Regions from separate parts of the Sus scrofa genome. Here region 1 is linked to region 2. A link is a contact called in public Hi-C data. All regions are on one chromosome and are shown on one strand. Each heading gives the region's core, a stretch centred on a gene start, on an enhancer-like site or on the middle of the called end of the contact. The rest is flanking DNA. Distances are from core to core; before and after follow the strand shown.

Evidence for each region. A called contact is a pair of places that touch in the nucleus more often than the background predicts.
Region 1: a Hi-C map of embryonic fibroblasts shows a contact between it and region 2, with 2.4 times the contacts expected there. The contact joins the enhancer-like site here to the promoter of RAB2B in region 2. A contact is called at or near these places in 1 of 5 promoter capture datasets (liver) and 7 of 47 Hi-C or Micro-C datasets (embryonic fibroblasts, epiblast stem cells, heart right ventricle and 2 more).

Annotation. Positions count from the first base shown.
Region 1 is chr7:77,622,527-77,626,077 of Sscrofa11.1, forward strand. All of the region lies in intron 1 of SALL2 (sal-like protein 2), which reads left to right. Among named protein-coding and RNA genes, the nearest start is that of METTL3, 38 kb to the right of the region's middle. Within about 2 kb of position 1,730, at least 15 of the 83 cell types and tissues checked have an H3K27ac peak or open chromatin away from gene starts, as enhancers often do. A contact at or near this core is called in embryonic fibroblasts and epiblast stem cells, where this site is marked.
Region 2 is chr7:77,696,904-77,700,797 of Sscrofa11.1, forward strand. RAB2B (ras-related protein Rab-2B) reads left to right here and starts at 2,004. Exons shown (of 8, transcript XM_013978245.2): 1 at 2,004-2,382; 2 at 2,620-2,691. The coding sequence starts at 2,337. It overlaps TOX4 (TOX high mobility group box family member 4), which reads right to left and starts at 2,049. Exons shown (of 9, transcript XM_001929118.6): 1 at 1,924-2,049; 2 at 1,648-1,716. The coding sequence starts at 1,929.

The sequences.
Region 1 (3,551 bases), core at 480-2,979, 75 kb before region 2:
ATATAAGGATTTCTCTGTGGTTATTGCTTTGGTTTTTTCCGTATTTCTGTTTTTGTTATTGTTTCTTAGGAAGAAGGAAAGTGGAAGTAAATTCTGACTAATTAATAGAAGCAAATGCCTTCTACAGGGAAGGTAAAGTTGGGAGGCAAAGCTGCTTTAGGGGACAAGATAACTAGATGTGGTTTAGATATCCTGCTATAGTGGGAAGGAATGGGGAATCCCTCATCCCCTTTAACTCATCAGAGTTAAAGAACTCAGAAGACTGGACTTAAAAATTCCAGAATCTGAAGCCTGTCTCTCTCCTCCATCAGGCCAGGAATGGGGACACACTTCCTCTAAAGATTCAAGTCTTGAGGTATCATCCCTTGCACAGTAAAGGGAAAATCTAAGCTGGCTAAAACTTCAATTTTTATCTCTCTGACATTGTAATTCCCTTCTGAAACTGCCCTAACTTTCCAGTTAAGAACATCACAAGTCCTCAGGTGAATCTCTCCTGAGAAACAAGAGGGGGAGTTCCCGTCGTGGCGCAGTGGTTAACGAATCCGACTAGGAACCGTGAGGTTGCGGGTTCGGTCCCTGCCCTTGCTCAGTGGGTTAACAATCTGGTGTTGCCGTGAGCTGTGGTGTACTGGGAACCTCCATATGCCGAGGGAGCGGCCCAAGAAATAGCAAAATGACAAAAAAGAAAAAAAAAAAGAAACAAGAGGAAGGAGATGGGTCTGTCCTTCCCTAGTCCTTCCTATTTCCTGAAAAGAAAGAGACAGTACCTATGGGTGGGAGGGAGGAGGCAGGGGGCACAGACCACCTCTAGTGGCAGCATTAAGAATCATACCCCTGGGAGTTCCCATTGTGGCTCAGTGGAAAGGAATCTGACAAGTATCCATGAGGACAAAGGTTCGCTCCCTGGCCTCACTCAGTGGATTAAGGATCTGGCATTGCCATGTGCTGTGGCGCAGATCAAAGATGTGGCTCCAATGTGGCATTACTGTGGCTGTGGCTACAGCTCTGATTTAACCCCTAGCCTGGGAACCTCCATATACTCCTAAAAAAACAAGGGAGGAAAAAAGTGTCATACCCCTGAGGAACCAGAGAGGCCATATCAAAAAGACAGCAGAAGAGTTCCCATTGTGGCTCACTGGTAACTAACCCAACTAATATCCATGATGATTCGGGTTCCATCCCTGGCCTCGCTCAGTGGATCAAGGATCTGTGTTGTGGTGAGCTGTGGTATAGGCTGGCAGCTGCAGTTCTGATTCTTGACCCCTAGTTCCATATGCTGAGGGTTAGGCCCTAAAAAAAGGCAAGGAAAAAAAAAAAAAAAAAAGACTGTGGAATAAACGGTAAACTAGCAAAGGGTGCCCTCTAGAAGGAAAAGGAAGGAAAAAGCACCTTCCAGCTCTGGGATTACACTGAATTTATGGTAAGAAGACATTTGGGTAGGAAATAACTCCTGTGGAGTTGGGAGATATAGACTAGACCTTGTGTACCCATATTTGGATTGGATACAAAAAAAAAAAAAAAAAAAACTGAGTTATCAACATAAAGATATTTAAATATTTTTAAAATATATGTGAGAAGGAGCAAGTACTAAATGCTAAATACTTTCCTGGGAGTGCCTCCTGCATGTTAAGTCTGCATCCTCTTCCTTTTGCTGCTAAACCTGCATTGCAGGCTCTCACTCATCACTCACCTTGGCAGTAAGTTTGTGTTTCGACCACCAGGTGGCGATGTCCCACTGTACCTCACTGACGATCAAAGCGAAGCGAGGTCCTCATGAAATTTGGGGGAGGGGGCAAGGGGCAGGTTCTTTGGTTTCACTAGTTATACAAATAAGCACTTGCCTTCACGCCCAAGAGCAAAAAGAATTTGGAGAGTGAGCATAAAAGGTCAGGCAGTAGCTGCCTCTTCCTCTCTTTTTGTTTTCTTAGCCCTTTGGTTTCCATGGGGATCTCTGTTTGAGCAGCAACTCTGAATCCATTTTCTGCCCCTCCAGGCTTGGGGCTGAGCCCAGAGACTGGCTATGAAGAACAGCAGGAGTTGGAATGGCTTGTGAGGAAGAGACTCATTTGGTGAATTTGGGTAGCAAAAGATGGGGACAGGTATAGGAGAAGGAGTGACGGAGTGAGCCTTGGAATGGGATGCACAGAGGGATACGAATGGCAAATAATGTTTTAGTTCAAATAAAATCAGGGAGCATTAAAAATCTTTCCCAAAACTCTTGAATCAGGGACCCTTTGTGAGAACATAGACCATTTCAGGACACACTCTGGACCCTTTATATTACCACGTTCTCTCCCACCCCTATCCAAAAACATCAGTAGACCTGTGTCAGTACCTGCCTGGGTGCTGATATGTCCTCCAGTTCCGAATGCACTCGAGCAAGAGATGAGACCGCCAAGGAAAACTACCCACTGTACTCCCCAGGCAAAGTATAGTGACAAACACATAGTAAACTCTCAGCAAAATATTTGTTGAATGGATAAATAATTAAATGAGTGATAAGAGTAGGGTAGCCTTGACTAATTTTACTTAATCCTTGAGAGAAGATACAAGACAAAGAAAAAATGTTATTTTCTTGTCATCAAAATCACGAAGATGTGGGACTTCCCATCGTGGCACAGTGGAAACGAATCCGACTCGTAACCAAGAGGTTGTGAGTTCGATCCCGGCCGTGTTCAGTGGGTTAAGGATCCAGCGCTGCCGTGAGCGTTGGTGTAGGTTGCAGATGCATCTCGGACCCTGTGTTGCTGTGGCTGTGGTATAGGCCAGCAGCTGTAGCTCCGATTGGACCCCTAACCTGGGAACCTCATATCCTTGAGTAAGGCCCTAAAAAGAAAAAAAAATAAAATCATTTAGATGTGAATGTGTTCATTCACAGATCAATTCATTCAAAGATTGATTAGGGGGGTTTGTTGTCGTTCTGCTTAAATCAGAGGTTTTTCATATGTGCATTACTAATAGCCCCTGTTTGTAAGAGTATTTGCATTTCCGTCAGTTAGGGCCATTATTCAGTAGTCATTCATGGATAGTGGTCAATCTACATATGAACAGCCCTCTACCTGGGGATAGAATCAAGTTTTCCCTCTAATGGATTACCTTGCAGCCCCACCTTTCCACCTTACTTTCTCTCCCATTATCCTTTTTAATTACCACTCTCAGTAATTATCTAATTTATTTACTTGCATTTTTATTGCTTGTCACTTTCCACAGATAATAAGCTCCTTGCTGCTTTCCTCCACAGAGCCTCCTATTCTAAATTTTAATCTAAATGTTCAAGTCTTATCTTAAAAAAAAAAAAAACAAACTTCAATTTAAGTGACTTCATCCACCTTTAATCTATTCACCCTCCTGCCCTCCAGTTTGAAATGACCTTTCCTCCCTCTGAATGTGTACATATTTGATCTGCATCTCTCCTAGCCTTCACCCCTTGCTACGTATGCAGGACAGAATAATATTAGTCAACAAATGTAGAGAGCTTGAAAGATTGGCCAGGCACTGGGCCAAAGGCTTTAACTGAGTTTTGTTAAATTTCCACCACAATCCTATGAAAT
Region 2 (3,894 bases), core at 754-3,253:
AGTTCGCAGACACAGCTCAGATCTCATGTTGCTGTGACTGTGGGGCAGGCTAGCAACTGTAGTTCCGATTCAACCCCTAGCCTGGGAATCTCCATATGCCATGGGTATGGCTCTAAAAAGAAAGAAAAATAAATTAAATTGTGGTGACATGGTTCAGAAGTTGGCAATGATGTGCTTTCATGCGGATGAGGCCAATGTGAAATTTAAAACACTCCAAATAATGAAATTAACCATGGAGATATCACTCAGAAGAAAATGGCAATGAGACTGAAAAGCATCAAACAGATTTTAGTTTTGTTTCTTTTGGCTTTTTAGGGTTGTACCCCTGGCACATGGAGGTTCCCAGGCTAGGGGTCCAATGGGAGCTACAGCCACTGGCCTATATCACAGCCACAGCAATGTCAGATCTGAGCCACATCTGCATCCTACACCACAGCTCACAGCAACACCGGATCCTTAACCCACTGAGTAAGGCCAGGGATCAAACCCTCAACCTCATGGTTCCTAGTCGGATTCATTTCCACTGCGCCCCAAAGCGGAACTCCTAGTTTTATATTGTTTCTAAATTTGCTGCTCATTTATAACACATTCTCCTGTTTAGGAGAATAAAACAAACAGTAAATGCAATGAAGAAAATATGAACAAATAGCAAATGACCCTTGCTAATCAAATTCTCATCCGTGAAAACATTAAGATTTATTATAGGATAAGTTCATTCAACAGCAACTGAGAATTTTTGTTACAAAAAGCTAACAAAAATGGTTTACGACATGTTTGAAAACAAAATCCTCAAAAGATACTGGAAAGTTCATAACTTCAGTTTCTTAAGACTGAGAAATTTATTTGTATCTGTTCCATCTTTCCCTTTTGCCTTGCCTAAGCAAATGACGCATACTTATGACAGTATTTCAACTAAAACTTTTCCAGTAATACTAAAGGACCTCACCATGACCATTACATTTACCTCACAACGTCATAAGAAACTATTATTACAGCCATTTGACAGCTGGGGAAACTGTGACATACAAAGGTGAAGTAAGCTGCTCAAACTCTGAGTCACTGGCAAACAGAAACACATATTCTACTCAACTCCATGTTTTCTGAAGGCAACTATTTCCTTTCATACTGTCGCTAGCAAAACAAGCTAACACCACGTAAGTAAACATAACTTTTTAAAAAATCACTGAGTAGAAAATTTTAATGAAACAAAGACCCCTTCAACAGAGTACGTTTTAAGAGTGAACACATGTCATAGTTATCCTCTACTAGGTAAACTCCTTCCCTCTCCCCAATTTCTTTGGCTGAAACACCTCCCTGCTGCGATCCCCCAAGATTGTTTTAGTTACTTCTCCTTCACAGAAAGAGAAATTCCATTCTGGATTCCAATCCGGAATCACTCTGAAATAAACAGGTACGCTCTTTTCAAGGTCTTGCTCTTCTGATGACAACAACTTCCCAGGCCCTCCCCAGAGCTCTCATAGGCTCTGGAAGCAACTGCCACTCTTCTGCAAACATCAATCACGGCCCCGGATTCCCAACCACCAGCCCCCGGCGTCCACGCTCCCCTCCCCACCACCCTACCCCACCTCCTCTGCCTCAGCAGCCCCCCACCCCCCCGCCGCCGTAACGTCGGCAGCTCTTGCTCACCTCGGCCCCTGACAGGAAGGGGTGCGAGGGTCCAGTGATCGTCAGGTAATTGTCACTTCCTCCGGGAAACTGGAAACCAAAAGAAAGCCGCGAGGATGTTAGAGGAAGTAGGGAATTAGGTTGGAGCGACGGATTCTGACCCCGACATTATGACAACATTCCCGAAACTCGGCTCTCTCCCCTCCCGGCAGCCGCCTCTCCGCCCGACTTCCCATCTCTGCTTCAACCCCGTCAGCCGCGTTCTCTCGCCAGCCTTCTTAGCGCTCAGGCGCTTACCTCCATCTTCACACAACGGCTACCACAGCCTCAGTGCCCTCATCGCTCCCACCGCCTCTACAGGACACGGAACTGCCGTCACTTCCGCAACGACGTGCGTGGCTCTCAGCTGACTGGAAGGAGCGCCGTGGGGCTGTTGTGAGTCAGGCCCGGGAAAGCCGAGCGGACTGAAAGGCTAGCTATCGCCCCCTGGATCTTGGTGGTATTATGGCATGTAGAAGTGTTGGAGGCGCCGCCGGAGGTGGTATCTGGGTATTACCGTCGCTCCGACTGAAAGAGGATTTCGAGGGAGAGCAATAGAGACGTGATCTGGGCTAGAAGGGACCGGAGGTCCGTAGATTGCGTGGCTAGAGAGGCCGGAGGTAAGTGGCTGTAGAAGTCGGGCGGACCCGGAATCCAGAGGAAACGGGACCATGACTTATGCTTATCTCTTCAAGTACATCATCATCGGGGACACAGGTAACCCGCAGACAACAGCTCTCAGGCAGGGGCGGGAATCCGAAGGGCCCAAATCGGGTCTTGGGGGCGGGGCTCATTTAGTGGGCTGGGCCATTAAGTGAGGAGCGGGCGGGGGCGGGGCGGCCGGCCGGGGGCGGGGCTCGGGGCTTGGGGCTCCCCTTCCCCAGTCCCTGATGCCCCGACTTTGGACTGTTCCCCTGCCGTGTAACTGCTAGAACCCACGTCCTCCTTTTTCAGGTGTGGGGAAGTCATGTCTCCTCCTGCAGTTTACAGACAAGCGGTTCCAGCCGGTCCACGACCTCACAATAGGTAAGTACATATTACCTGTCTTAAAGTAGATTATGAAATCTGATTACCTGAAGTGGAAATTTAGCAGCTTTTAGTGTTCAAAGTAAAACATTACCTGCCCTACTTTTTGAACTAGTCCAAAGTTACATTGAGTCTCTAATCAAATGCTGATAAATGGGGAGTAGTGTAATTGGGAGTAAATAATTGAAAAGTAACTAAGAGTTGAGTATGGAGGTGTGGATTAGCTGCCTGTAGGATTTTTTTCCCCAAAATGTAATTTGTATGCTTACGGAAAATCCCACTAAAGCGGAATTACTTATTCAGAAACTAACCTTGTTTTGCGGTAAATTAGTGCGAACTTCACGTGTTTTTCAAAGTAATTACTATATAGATTTTGTGTGTGTGTGGGAGAAGAATAAGCACACTGAAGAGCCATCCCAGACTTAAAATTAAAAGGTAGATGAAGCGAGTAACTTTTCCTTTAAAGAAAAGAGTATGATCGAGTTCCAAAAACAAACTGGTGATACTGGGACATATGAATGTCTTCACACATTTGAAATTAGCTATAGCCTGCTGGGGCCTATACATCCCCTTTCATATCTCCATAACCCCAGCCCAAATAAAGAATATATGTGTTAAACTAGCCTTCCTTGCAGATGTTTCTGAATAAAAGCCTGATTTCCCATTCTTACCAGATTGCCACTTCCAAGTCCCCCCCTTTTGGAAGTCTGAAGCTGCCACTACTCCCAAGGACTTACTCAGAACCCAAATAGCTGATGGGGTTCAAAAAGGATTTAGAGGAAAAATCAACAGGAGAAGATTTTTGCAAATAGTTATTAAGTGAACAACCAACCATACTGTGCAAGGTGCTAATGATACAGTGCTTTTTTTTTTTTTTGGTCTTTTTAGGGCCTCGCCCACACATATGGAGGTTCCCAGGCTAGGGGTCCAATCAGAGCTGTAGCTGCCAGCCTACACCACAGCCACAGCAACGCGCGGGATCCTAGCCGCATCTGTGACCCACACCACAGCTTATGGCAATGCAGGATCCCTAACCTGCTGAGCAAACCTCAGAGATCAAACCTGAGTCCTCATGGATACTAGTCATTAACAGCTGAGCCACGACTAGAAACTCCTTGATAAAGTGCTCAACAATGCAAAGATTGTGCCTACATTGAAAGCGCCATTGTTGGAGGTAGGGCTGGGGGCAGATATTGACAAGTA